Regions from separate parts of the Ovis aries genome. Here region 2 is linked to region 1. The links are chromatin contacts, called in public Hi-C maps. All regions are on one chromosome and are shown on one strand. The core of a region is the stretch at or near the end of the contact, and the rest is flanking DNA. Distances in the headings are between cores, read along the strand shown. Region 1 overlaps EPB41L2 (erythrocyte membrane protein band 4.1 like 2). Region 2 holds the start of EPB41L2 (erythrocyte membrane protein band 4.1 like 2).

Region 1 (7,328 bases), core at 3,008-5,507:
TATACAGTCCTCCTGAATCATGAGTCTGGGAGGGGCCTGAAAAATTAATGTAGCCAATCCTTTGCATCACAGACACAAGAGAATCTAAAAAATTCTGAGCTAAGTGAAGGAATTATTATTTTTTTAAAGAATATTGTAAGAAAAGGCAGAAACCTAACTTCCCAGCCAGGTTTGTTTTTCCAAAACACATTTTCCTCTTGGTTTTTATTTTCCCAGTGTACCTCACACTTCAAAACTTCCAATTCCCCACAGGTGTGAAAACAGTACGAAAATGCAGACTGGTGGCTGTTTTTTTTTTAACCGCAGCATTTCTACAATCTCTCCTTCATGCAAAGCATTCACCAGAGACAAGTATGGATGATTTTGCTCCTTTCTCCACTCAGGGTAACACAGAAGATCACAGGAGAAAGCAGGAACAAGGGAAAGGTGCAGGGGAACGTGCAGGAAAGCAGCAGCTATGGCTCTCAGAGCCAAAGCCACAGACAGGAGATGTACTATTTTATTCTCTGGAACACTCAAATACAATACAACTGTATAATTATACAGAACTTTCAGGATGTATCTATGTAAATACAATATAAGCTTATCTTCCAGGAAAGCTGGCCAACCCAAATACCCCAATCAGGACAATACCGCAACCAGCTCCGCAGCTGGCACCTCCCTGGCCATCATCCTCTACTTACTTTAGCTGCATACAGGGCCCCGTGAGACACAATTCAGGGCTATTCAGTCCATCCCAGGAGAATGACACAGAAGTAACTTAAATACCATGACCCCTCTTAGATCAAAATAGAGCATCTAAAGAAAAACACCAACTCACGGTCACCGGGACTGGACTCACAGGGTGATCACTGAGCTCCTCGGAGCTCACACCAGCAGCCCAGCTCTGCGCTCACTGCCACCACTGTGTGCTCGTGGGCACAATCCAAGGACGCCTGGATTAAGATAAACGCCTTAAGGAGCAGTGCTGACACAATTCAGTTCCTAACGCTTATGTCAGGCGCAGCCCAGCCTTGGGTCAGGAAATAATGCGACTGATACTAGAACCCAACGGTAAACATAAATATCTTTTAGGAGGCAGTGTTCCTTTTCCAATCATAAAATTCATCCCAAAATTATTTTCCTCTTTTCACTGACCCGAACAGAAACACATGGAAAAACAATTCCCCACAGCCTGGAGAGTATTCCCCACAGCCATTATTACTTAAAAATAACGAATTTTTTAAAAAAAGACTTCAAAAGAAATAAGATCACATTCTAGTATCACGAGACTTCTTTAAGGGAAAAGAACACAGGTGTGTGCCCACAAACATCACACACGTGTACTGGGTCCCTAGAACGATGTGGCTGCTGTCCTGCGGTCAACTCTTGGAATCTGTCTTCTTTTGCAGCATATCTTCTATGTCCTGACAGTTTTCCACAGTGAACAAGCTGAAAGAGGGGGAGAGCTCGACACCTATTCTAAGACAAGCAACCCCACAGGAAAAAAAGGAGTTGACCAAAAATGAGACTCTTTATACGATACTGAAAAACTTTTTGGAATAAATGAAGCACAGTGTTATAAGAAATGTAGAGCACTGCCAGGAAAAAAAAAAAAAAAGTTTCTTAATTCTGTTTCTTCCTACTTCCGTCACTCAAGCTATTTCTGTCATATTCCTCATCCAACACTTAACCTGTCATCTCTAGTGGAGTTTCCCCACCCACTACAATCATTTGAAAAACTTTTGGGAAGAAACCAAAAGTATAAGCATCTTTGCCAAATGACATTCAGATTTTTGTCTCCACCCTAATAGTTGGCTGTTTATCCTTATTTCTCGATCTCTTTCCATTCTTACTCTTTCCTTCTTCCTCTACCTACAAATGTATCCCAGCCGTTATTCCCTTTCATCTCCACTTCCTACTCCCGAGATTTCAACACTAAGTTTCTTCACGCCCCTCATCCCATCTTCCATTTCTTCCCTCAAGATACAGCAAGTTCAGAAATGTACAAAATCTTAAGTTCTTCAAGATGCAGAATTTAAAATATGCTGAAGACTTCCTGTGGAGGAATTTCTCCAAGAAAAACAAAAACTGAGGATTCTCCATCACCTGTTTTTCAGACAGCCCTACAGAAGCCCACCCATCAGCTGTTTCATACAGTTCCTTCTAGCCTAAGTTCGGGGAGCCTGGCAGGCTGCCGTCTATGGGGTCACACAGAGTCGGACACGACTGAAGTGACTTAGCAGCAGCAGCTTAAGTTCAAATAGAGGCGAGGGGGAGTCTGAGGCTATGTGCGCCAGTACATTGTATGAATCCGTAACAACTGCCTCAGAAAGGACATCCAGCTACTCGCTGACCAAGACAATGTGCAAATCATTCTAGACATGCTTTTCCTGCAGATACTCCTGAAATCGGCGGTACCTGCAGGACAGCCAAACTCAGAGAGGAGGCCATGTTCTCCGATTCGCCCTAAACATGCTCAGACCCTTTTTTTTAACAAGTTACGATAATAAGAGAGTGAGCCCACAGGTGCTCTGCTAGTACTATGGAGAGGAGGTAAAGTGAAGCGGAGAGAAGTGGAAGGAAGGAAAATGACAAGACAACATCCTGTCCTTAAGGGGCCAAGGGTCTCATGCACACAACCTCATGGAAAGTTAACATTCATAAAATGTTACTGTTTTCAAGACAACAGTAAAAGAAATGCAGGCACACAACCTCATGGAAAGTTAACCTTCATAAAATGTTACTGTTTCAAGACAAGGGTAGAAGAAAGACTACCTGAGCAGTTGCCAAAGGAATTATACAGCCAAGAACTCCTATGGGAATTCAGCAAAATAAGGAAAATAGAATTCCAGAGAAGAGGAAATTTGGCAAAGGAGATGATAATTAACAGTTTGGCAAGACCACTAAAAAGTTTGAAGAGATTTATTGGTTTTAACATGACAGAAAGAAACACTTCAAATATGCTTGTGCTAAGTGTAAAGCATACATTTTTTAACTTCACTTCTTTAAGGTTCACATCAAATAACCCTAAAATAGCAACAATCCAGCCATCTCATAATGGTTTCTAACATCTCCAAATCACTTGGGGCAAATTAATTTAACTACACAGGTGTGTGTGAGTAGTCTCAAAGTTTCAATTTTTTTTCATATTCAAAGTTAAGAGTGAGATGGATTAAATTACCTGGGGCAACAATCTCTAATTTATCCTAGAGATAATTATTCACAAATTTTTGCCAGTACATAAAGTAAAATAGGCAGAATGGGATAGTTAAAAGTATACTGGAATAGATGGAACCAGTTCTAATTCCAGTTCTGAAAGTAACGGGAATTTAGAGCAAGTCATTTAACTTCATTTTATTAAATTGCCTAATCTATTAAATATAGGGAGGATTCATTACCTCTTAAAGTACCCCATAGTTCTAAAATTCTGCATTCTAAAAAAAAAAAAAAAAAAAACTACTTGGCATGGCAAACGTGACACAAAGTTAAATGAACATAAACGTCAAAACCATCGTATGAGCCCTTTCTTGTGAAATGTACATAAATATGCATTTACTGAAGTATTTATCCTATAACCTCTGAATGTATTCTAACACCACCAAATGCATTTTTTACAAAATAAAAATATGAATTAAGTCTTAAAGTGGGAATGAGGATGGCTTTTACTATTTATGTTTCTCTGTATTGCAAATTTTATTCAACAAACACATAAATTTATCATTTAAAAAAAAAAATCCAATCCCTGAATCCAAGCTTGACATTTGGAATCAGAGCTCTTCAGCCTCTGTGAAATACACTGGAAATCAGAGTTCTCTTGGAAACACTCCAGGCCAATCTTGGATAAGAGGGAAGGTAGAGGGAGGAAGCCCCTCATCCTTTTTCTTTCACAGCTACTTTTCTCTTCTAGTCTGAACCCCCTCCTCTGTCCCACCCCTTCCCATCAAAATCTCGTGGGAGTGATTGAACGCAAGTAACCTAAAACTGGAATTTCTGGGACTGCGTGATCTTCCAAAAGCACTTTATTTTCATCTCTCTACCTACACACATACACACACACACCCCCAAAACTGGATTTCATACTTATTCTGCAACAAATCCTCACAGTAGTACTTAAATGTCCTTTAAGAAAAAAAGGCATGGGCAGGCTATATTGGGAAAAAAAAAAAAAAGGGGGGGGGGATGATCTGGCACCTGCGGTGGTGATGTCATTACCAGCCATGGCTCTGAACTGTCTCTGGAATGCAGCTGTGGCTAGAATCCCTTAGGCCACCCAATGCTATTTAACATAAAAACACAGTCTTTCCTGGCACAAGAAAACCTCACAGTCACACGTGACTGTACTCTGCTTAGGAATCCTACACTCAGAACTTTACAGCTTTAAACACATTGTGTAGAGCACAGCCATCACTGGCAGGACCCTCCCTGAAGGTCAAACTTCAGCAGCTCTAAACTGTTAACTTCCAGCAGGCTTGAGAAGGACTAATTCTGCACTCCTGTCTATACGCAGTCCAGAAAGAACTGACTCATTGGAAAAGACCGTGATGCTGGGAAAGACTGAAGGCATGAGGAGAAGGGGACGACAGAGGATGAGATGGTTGGATGGCATCACCGACTCGAGGGACGTGGGTTTGAGCAAACTCCGGGAGTTGGTGATGGACAGGGAAGCCTGGTGTGCTGCCGTCCATGGGGTCGCAAACAGTCGACACGACTGAGGGACTGAACTGAACTGACTCATGACAGGCCAGATTTTGAGTCACTGCCTTGGAAACAGGAAAAAACAGACATACACCCCAACCCCAGATGAAGTGAGGACTTTGCTGGGGAAGGAGTGAGCACAGGGGGGAATGAGATAAGAATGACAAAAGCAAAGCTGCGGATGGGAGTCCATGGGGGTCACAGAATCGGACATGACTTGGCAACTGAACAACAACAAACTCTAAGTAAGTAAATGTCAGCTGTTATTATTTCTTCCCCACAGAAAACAGCCACTAAAGGGAATAGTAACTCCCCAAGCCTACTTAAGATGGTCCAATTAATCCATAAAGCTTAACTGCAAATTTTAAGGAAAACACACATAAGGAGTTCCCCTAACACACATTTGCTCCCCAGAACAATGAGTGGGGGCTGACCCTTTCTGTCACCCTTCATTCACACTAAGCCAGTCCAGTGAAGATTCCCAACTCCACTACTTCTCCAGCAGGGACCACCCCAGAGATGTGGTACCTGACCAGGGGTTTGACACGGCAACTCTTGGCAACTGGAGATGAAGAGCCACAGGAACCTGGGCCTCTACCCAAACTGCCTAACTCTCCACTCCACCATGCTTTGATCCCTTTTTTTAAAAGCCATGGAATTGTGGCCTGCTTGCCACCACCAACACCTGACCAACATGGCCCCATAGGAAGCGAAACGAAACTCTCCACCTCTCAAGTTCAGACTAGAAAGCTACAGAAGGTCTTACAATTTACTGTCGAGCTTTTACTCCTCAGAGCACGGGAAGAGGGACAAGGAACGTCCAGATGTGTTTGTCCATTCTTACTTACATTCCAAAGGCAGAGCCAAGATCACACAGGGATGCTAATGCTCATTTATTGTTTTTTTAAGTCAACGAGACAGTCAAAAAAGAAAGAAGCCAGAACTTCTAACTCACAATCCCCACGACTGTCCACATAAACTTTTACAGAGCTTTGTCGCCCTCACAACCCTCTAAAAATCAATTTTCAATTTTCTACAACTGACTACATGTTATGTGGTAAACCCATGACTCTAAGTTGCAGAAAGCTCTCTCCCTATGACCCAGAACACATCAAAAGCCACCTCTCCTCACCACTTAGCTTTTACGGAATCACAGGATCTTGATTGTGACCCACACTTTGACTTTTTCCTAGTCTATTTCCCTCAGTCGGACAGTAAAGCTCCCCAGACCCAGGGTTGAGCGAGAAGCTCAACTAGTGTCTGAACCATGCTTCCCCACCACCCGACCACGTATAAAGCCTCTGCTATAAGAGCGGGGGCTGAATCCCAAACCTAGGATGCATTCCACCCTGATCCTGCCCTCTGTACCCTCTGTTCCCCGTTCCCACGGTTCCCAAACACTGTCTTGCAATTTTTTTCTGTGACCCACAGTATAAGAGTAAAACATTTTACATCCCAACCCACTTCGCAACTACACAGTAAACACACCCGGTTTTAATGGAAACACAGTTTTCAAGTGGCCACTCCAATCAGGCCTAAAGCCTAAGCGTTTTGTGCTAAATCCGGCCCCAGTCCCAGTGAGCCTTCTCCCTGCTAGCGGGCTGCCTCAGCCAGGAAAGGGGGCACTTTTTTCCTCCCACCTCCCTTTCTCTTCCCCTTCCCCAAGGGGAAGCTCTGCGCAGTGGCAAAGCTTTACTCTAGTCAGTGAGGTTTGTCTGAGGTGTGATGATTGCTAATGGAAAGCTTTCCCAAAAGGGGAAGTCTTTTTGAAATTCACATAAAATTCTGTATAGACTAGATAAAGCCCCAACTCTCATGTTGTTTATGCCATTTCACTTTCTAAATGCCAGTTGTGGGCTTCTAAAATGATTTCTTGAAAAATCCTGCCCTAGACCTACCATTATCTCATTTTCATTCATCCCAACCTCTGATTATCTTCTGTCTTTCCTTGTGAACCACAACTCCAACAACTCTGTGACCCTGAGCAGCCTGTGCCCCCAGCCCCTCCCCACGGCTCCATCTTCACAACCCTCTCACAGCAGCCTGACTTTCGTGGGCCACCAGCAGACCTTTAATTCCCAGCCCCTCTCTCCTCCAGCATGTCCACATACTCTCTGGCTCCACCTCAGGTACAGTTTTACTTCAGACTTGCACCCAAGCCATGGACAAAAATAAGTAACGATGGTAACTTTTCTCAATTCAAATTCATGGCCACAAACTTTAACTGGACTCTGAGAGAGCTCCAGAAATCCTAAGACAGTTCCCTAGTCAGCCCACACCCCCACTCTTCCAGACATAGATTTCACAGTTGTGCATAAAGCCCAAAAAATGACAGACCAAAAATATATGACACTGGATACTGGTTCTTCCTATGATCTCAGCCACAATCTAACTGTATTCGTCCTCCAATAGGGAAAACCAGATAGTGCTCAACACACTCAATGGTGTAAGCAAATTTAAAAAGTTACTAGCCATTCAATAAAACAAACAAACAAAAAAATCTGCCTGGTACAAGACTGACTTACTATAAGTTTAAGGGCATTTAACTGGCAAAGAATAAAAAGTCTTTTTGCTTTCTCTTAAAAAATGTTTGGTAATACTCTCTCCTCAATTCTCTTACCAAAGTAATTCATGTGCAACTCTGCCCTGCC
Region 2 (7,328 bases), core at 1,407-3,906, 55 kb after region 1:
GTGACTGGATAGGTTTTCTAAACTCAGTTCTTTCGAACGGGTAATTTGGAAAGGGTAAACCACAAGAACGTTACTTAAGAAGCAAAGGACCTAACAAGCTTACCAACTCAGATCCACACAAAACTAACTTAGAAACCTCCAAATCTAATGATGGGCCCAGTCATTAAAGCCTGTATGTACATAAAACTGAACTGAAAGGTATCTCTCCAAATATAGCAAGGGCTATCTGAATTCTCTTATTTTATATTTCTATAGTTGTTTGAGGGTGGGCTTCTCTTCGCATTTGTCTCCTAAATCTGCTCCTTTTCACTTGGAATTAATTTTCAGATTTTAATATATATACCCAGTTTTATATATATATATACATACACCCAGTTTAATATACATACCCAGTTGAGAATACTATATAGCAGTTTAAATTTTTTTATTGAAGTTAGTAATAATTTTACTGAAATTCATTAAATGATTTTTTTAATCGCTTTTAATTGTTTTAGGCAATCCCCATCCAATTTAGATATCAAGAATCTGAAGTTGAGGACTCCACTCAAACACTTATTTTCTCTGGAAGGTCTAACTTTGACTAGAAATAAAAGATTAAAGCACTGTTATGACTAGGTCTTTCTTAAAGAGGGGTGTTTTTAAAGGGAAGAAACTGTCCCCTCCTGTTACTCTAAATGAGCAGCCTCTTGTTCTCAGCAGGCCTTCTGCACACAAGACCACTACTGACTTCAGTGGGAATTCTGCCCAAGAAGTGAGGAAGACAGGGTAGGATTAAATTAGCCCTAAATCCACCCCATTGTTCCAAGTCATTACCACTTGTACAGTTCTCCAATAACCTCTATAAAGTAGACATCTGAGATTTGACAGTGATTTCTTCAATTGAATTTTAGGACTGACCCTTGGAGCTCTGACAGGTGACACAACCTAGCTCTTTAAAAGCTGTGTCAGCCTGATGGATGTACTCAGCTGGCCCTTATCACAATCCAAGATTGTGATTTCTCACAGCAGAGTCCCGCAAACGGAAACTGAATAGGATTAAGTACTATTCGTTTCCGAGTAAAACCTGTTCACAGACAGAATTTTAAATCCCAGTTCCTGCGGCCAAGGAACTGACTCAGTTTCCCTCAAGTGCTAAACCCAAGAGGAAATGTGATAGGACGCGAGTTAAAACTCAAATTCTCCATACAGTATTATAAATCGAGAATACAGAAATAGCTGATTCCGGTGAAAGAAGGAAAAAAACAAGGGAAAAATAAAAAGGGAACTGGAAAAAAAAAAAAAGCAAGAATAAAGGATAAACTGTTAAGATTCATTTTAAAAAAAAGCTTAAATAACAGTAACAAGAACAAGACGCCTGGCATACACGTGCCATTTCAGATGCGAGAAGTTCAAAAAAACTGAGGAAAGGATGTGATTCAGAAAAGAGAACCTATATTCACAGATCCTCTAGGTTCCTCCTTCCCTCTCACCCCACTAGAGCTCTTAAAAACGGCCAGCTGTGCTGTTCATGGGGAATGCAATTTAACCGTCCTAAGTCAGAAGGAAGGATCCACACAGACCTCCTCCCCAAAATAATAGACTAGGCAAGGGCTCTTCTAACCTCGCCAAAACACCCTGACCTCAAGAAAGATGAGAGATCTCAGAAATTACGACCGACGTCTTCCCGAGCTGCCCGGAGCAGGGACTCCTGCTGGGGATTTAGACTCTGATTCCAATCCTGCTCGCTGCTGGTCCTTACCCCAGCAGCGCAACTAAAAATGCTCCCAACTCTGCCGTCAAACAGAGGAGAAAAATAAGCCATCGCTGGTGAGATGACCCGGGTGCCGGGACTACAAGGATCAGAGAGCAAAACGTGCGTTTCTCTCCACTTTGGTCGGGAGGTCCGCGTCTGGAGGGACCGAGCGAGTGACGCCGCCCGAACCCAGCTACCCTGAGCGCCCAGGCGCGCGGCCCGACCCGGGACGCGTGGCGTCCTCGGCTCGCGTTTCCTCTTCCAAAACCATCCTGCTGAAGGGCAATGCTGCCGCCGCCGCGTGCCCCCGGCCCCGAAGGAGGGGGCCGCTCCGCATCGGAACAGACTCGCGCGCCGCGGCCCGCGGCCAGGATGGAGCCGGATCCCTCTTGCAGCCGCGCCGCGGGGCCCGGGACGCGTGACCCTGAGCCCACGGCACCCCCGCGGGGCAGGCGCAGTCCTCACCGTGCCCCCACCTCTCTCGGCGCCGACCAGACGCGGCCCCCGCTCTCACGAAGGGAGAAGCAGGGGGACCGCAGCGGAGCAGGGAAGCGGAGATCCGGCCTGTAGTAACAGGACCGGTCTCCGGGTCGGGAATGGGGAGGAGGGCAGACAGGGAGCCGCAGAAAACCCCAACACCGGCAGCCCTCCCCCTCCCGGTGGGACCGTCCCGCCACCGCTTCCTGCCCGGGATCAGCTTCCCAGCTGCAGCCACAGGAAAAATCCGAGCCGCCCCTGCAGATCCGCAGAGACCAGACGCTCGGCCCCGGGATTCCCCCGTCCCGGGCCAGCCATTCCGCGGCTCCGCACGCCTCCTTACCCGGACGCCGTACTCAGGAGCTCGCTAGCCGCCGGGACCAGTCCCGCTTCAGCCCCAGTCGCCGGCCCGCCGCGCCCGCCTCCTCCCTCCGCTAGGTTTCAAATTGAAATTCCCTGGCTGGGGCCGTCAGAGGACTAGCGCCCCAGCCCCGCCCCCTCGCGGCGGAAGCTCCTCCCGCATCCCCGCCGGACGCGCCCCTGGTGCGGAAACCCCCGCGGGCCACGACACGCCCCCTACGCCCAGGCCACGCCCCCGCCCCCGCTAGTCCGACCGACTCTTTCAGCGGGATTAGCGGCTCGCAGTCGCTGGGTACCCAGCGCGGAAAGGACGCGACTCGCCCTGGGAGCTACCCTAGATAATGACTGCTGATGCCTGTGTTCAAGCCGCTCTTAGCCCGTGCATCCAGATATTAAATGCTCTTTTATCAATTTCCAAAGTTATTTCTTAAAAGTGAATCCACTGACTAAACCTTGCTTGAGCACCTCTTCGGTGGCAGACCCCAAGCTAGGCCCTGGTGAAACAGAAATAAGGAAAACTAGGTTCTCCTCTGTCTAGAGTGGAAGTGCTTTCACAGAGAGGACAGTGAAAGGGAACCGTTTATTCCTCCTGTATGAGGCACGGGAGGGATTGGGGAAGCCCCCTGGAAGAGGGGCTTTTATACTGAACCCAAAGTGTGGGTAGATCTCCAGGCAGGGTCCTAGGAGCCTGGACTGCAGAGCAGACTGTGGCAGGGGAAAAAAAGCTAGAAACCCGAGGTTCAGGCCAGTTGTGGAAAGACACACAGACGATTTCTTCCGGTTCTTTTGTATAATTAGATCGCTTTCTCTCAGATTCTACTCCTTTCTTCTTCTCTGAAAGTTGGCATGTCCGTCGGGCTTGTCCTGGTCATTGCCTCCAGCGTCTGCCACCCATGTACCTCTTGTTCTTTGCCTCCTCCCACCTCAACTGAGATCTTTAAAGACTCCACCTCGGCCAAAGTAAAATCTTTTCTTTCCTTAACAGTCTTTTCTGAAATTACCAATGTCAAATGAAACACCAGTTACAATACCTTTCACGTGTATGATATTTTCAGTTAACAAAGCGTATTAACATTTTATCTTTTGATCCTCACAGGAATTTTATGAAAAAGACAGAGCAAGTGTTATCTTCATTACATCAAAGAAAATAAGAGTCAGGAAGATAAGTTACTTGCTAAGATCCTGCCAATGAATAATAAAAATAATAAAATCTAACATTTATTGCATGCTTTGTGTGCCAGGGATTGTTCTCTGTCCCACACATGAGTTAACTTACTTAATGCCCTCTATGCTAAGTACTCAAGTAAAACTTAATAGGGTATGTTAACTACCACAGAGAGGAAGTCTGACTAGAAAGCAGTTCTGGTAAAGAAGACCAGGAAATATTATGAGACAATACTATTATAAACTTTCAGGCAGATTTACAATGAAATGAGGACTTGAAACTACACAGGTCTTGAAACTATGCAGACCTTGAAACTAACTTCACATGTGTTGTTTTATTCTTTTAAAGAATCTCTAAAATTATATAAGATTTAGGACCCATGGAACCTTAATCTACCTGTGATGAAACCCTTTTAAAATGTTAATGCAATATAATAAATTAAATGTAGGCATAATTTATAAAACATAATGTCCTTAATAGAGGAAATTATGTTCCCTGCTATATCATCTGTTGAAGTCTGCAAATCACTTCTGTATACCACTTTTTAAAAAAATTATTTTATTTGTTTATTTTTGGCTATTCTGGGCCTTTGTTGCTGCACCGGTTTTTCTGTAGTTGCAGTGAGTAGTGGCTGTTCTTTGTTGCAGTGTGCAGGCTTCTCATTACGGTGGCTTCTCTTGTTGCAGAGCACACGGGCATGTGGGCTTCGGTAGTTGCAGTACATGGGCTCATTAGCTGCAGAGCCAGAGCATAGGCTCAAGAGCTGTGGCACACAGTTGATCTGTGGCACAAGGGATCTTCCCAGACCAGGGATCTAACCTGTGTCTCCTGCATTGGCAGGCAGATTCTTTACCACTGGGCCACGAGGGAAGCCCTGCACACCACCTTTTAAGAGGGATATTGACAAGTTAAATTATATCCATAGATGGGTAACCTTGATAATGTGGGAACCAGCAAATCTTAGCCTAAAGAGACAATTAAAGGTGATGGAAAGGTTGTTATCAAATATCTAAAGGCTACTATGTAGAAGAATTATACTCTGTTTTGGACACAGCCTTACTTGGCCCCAACATCTGAATGGAATGAAGCAAATTTAGCAAAGACCTAACAGGAAGTGAAGGTAGGAAGATCACAAAGTGGGAGCTATAAGGAAGTAAAGAAAACAGGTGGAACACGGTACCATACAGATGTCAGTAAACAACAGGTGGTAGTCCAGGCAAACAGAGAAGTCCTAACAGGGCAAGAAGAAGGGACTGGACGGACAGCAGGACAAGGTCCTGAACAGGTGATATGCAGAGATGTAAGCAGGCTGGAACACTGGCTACACAGACAAGCTGATAATATTAATCCCTCAGAAAACAGACTGATAAGAGCAAGTCTGGGTTTTCCCACTAGACAGATGGGAGTAACAGGCGAGACTGACACTGAGAACAAGACAGGAGTAGATACCAGATCTGAGATTCATACTACATCCAAATTTAGCATCACAGCCTTAATTCTGGGCACCATCTGCAAGCAAAGCCAGTCTGGCAATTTGGGCTATAAATTTACCCAGGACTTCGTTGCTGTTCTTTATTTACCCACTCACTCACACAGGCATGCTCCTGAGAAATCTTGATCTCACTATGCTGGTGATTCATTCTTTTATCTTTTGCCTTCTGGGTACCAAGCCCAACCAGGTGGAAGTATCTGGATGACTCTGGATTTGAAACCAGCCCTTCTTTCCATGATGCACAGGCAAGAAGACCCGGCACTGCCCTAGCATGCTGTCTGATGGAGACAATTGCAGGCTTCCCTGTGAATGCATCCATCCCAGTTCCACTGCCAGAAGCTACAAGGACACCATGCAAATGCCAAGAGGAGTCACTCTATCACTTGGCCGCTCACTGGAGCAGTTTCAGCTATCTGTGACTCCATAACTCCAAATTTTAACGACAACCATTTTATTGCTTCTGATTCTTTGGGGCTGCCATTCAAGCGAGGCTCGGCAAGATGGCTCATCTCTGCTCTATGTGGTGTCAGCTTGGGAGGCTCATCCATGAATGAAGGATCCAAGATGGCCTCACCCCATGTCTGGCAGTTGGTGCTGCCTGTCACACGGGGAGCTTAATTTCTCCTTTACATCAACTCTCATCTTCCAGAGCCTCTCTCTCTCCATGCAATCTCTTAGCTGGATAACCCAGGCTTCCTTACACGACACCTGGCTTCTGAGACGGTAGAAGCAAAAACTTCAAGGCGTTGCAGGCCTAGGCCCAGAAGTCCTACAGCCTCACATATGTTCCATTCTGTTAATCAAAGCAAGTCACAATTTCAGAAGACTTCTTTCATAGACTTCATCTCTTCTTCATAGACTTCATCTCTTGCTAGGAGGAGTGGGAGGGGTATACAGTGATAGGAAGAACTGTTGGCAGTCATCCTGGTAAACAATTCATCACAGAAGCCAGGTTTTTTAAGCAACCATTCTCCTTTCCATGTATAGTAAAATTTCCCACAGGTTTTTCCTCAAAAGCAACACAAGGCCCCTTTTCCATCTAAGACACATTGTGAGATGATAATCTCCTTTTGAAAGGCCATTCCCAGCTATTACTAATAATGCAAACAAGCATATCAAGACTGTTAGATCACAAGGAACACAACTAATACTAATGGAGAAGACTGCCCATTTCCCAGAGATCCTGGACATTGTGCAGGATTCCATGACAGAATGAGACTTTGCATTGTTTCCCTCATGGAGGAAAGATATATGTTCTTTGTGTGGAAAGAAGGATGAAACAGGTATTTGCTGACAGAATCAATAATGGCAGAGACAAGGCTATGTGGTTACCAAACCATATTCTCTTTTCCTCTGGAGCACAAAACTATCTGCATCTTTGAGCCTCCTTTGCAGTTAACCGTGGCCATGTAAGTGGGTTCTGGCTAACAGAATGTGGTTAGAGTTGATGTAAAGTGCCTCTAGGAATAGTTCCTATTAAAAAATCCCCTGCATGATCTTTCATGCTGCTTCTCTCTCTTCCTTTATTTGCCAGATGCAGAGGACCCAGAAAACTCTGAGCCCTGAGATGATAGATTCTCTAGTAAGTAAAGCCAAGATCCCTGAATGACTGTATGGAGCAGAGTCCTTCCTCATCCCCATCCATAACACACATTGGATTATGGGCAAGAAGTAGATGCAGAATAAAACTTTATCATGGTTGCACCAATACAATTTTGAGGTTGATTTTTTAAAACAGCAATTAGCCTATCTACAGGACTTTCCCAGTGACTCAGTGGTTAAGAATCCACCTGCAGTGCAGGAGATAGGAGTTGGATCCCTGAGTCAGGAAGATCCCCAGGAGGAGGGCATGGCAACCCACTCCAGTATTCTTGTATAGAAAATTCCATGAATAGAGGAGCCTGGTGGGTTACACTCCACAGGGTCACTAAGAGTCAGACACAATTGAAACGACTGAGCACAGGCCTATCCTGAAATTATAGCAATGCTATACTAATTCTTCCAGAAAATAGGAAAAGAAGTAACATGCTTTAAGTCATTGTAAAAAACCAAAATTCACTGAGAATGGTACAATAGGGAAGATCTTGAGATTAATCTCAAAA

What was found. A called contact is a pair of places that touch in the nucleus more often than the background predicts.
Region 2: a Hi-C map of hypothalamus shows a contact between it and region 1, with 1.6 times the contacts expected there. The contact joins the promoter of EPB41L2 here to the enhancer-like site in region 1. A contact is called at or near these places in 4 of 16 Hi-C or Micro-C datasets (hypothalamus, muscle, skin fibroblasts and 1 more).

Annotation. Positions count from the first base shown.
Region 1 is chr8:56,553,969-56,561,296 of ARS-UI_Ramb_v3.0, forward strand. The region is part of intron 1 of EPB41L2 (erythrocyte membrane protein band 4.1 like 2); the gene reads right to left. Among named protein-coding and RNA genes, the nearest start is that of EPB41L2, 56 kb to the right of the region's middle. Within about 2 kb of position 4,258, at least 11 of the 54 cell types and tissues checked have an H3K27ac peak or open chromatin away from gene starts, as enhancers often do. A contact at or near this core is called in hypothalamus, where this site is marked.
Region 2 is chr8:56,610,877-56,618,204 of ARS-UI_Ramb_v3.0, forward strand. It overlaps EPB41L2 (erythrocyte membrane protein band 4.1 like 2), which reads right to left and starts at 2,657. Exons shown (of 20, transcript XM_060419645.1): 1 at 2,553-2,657.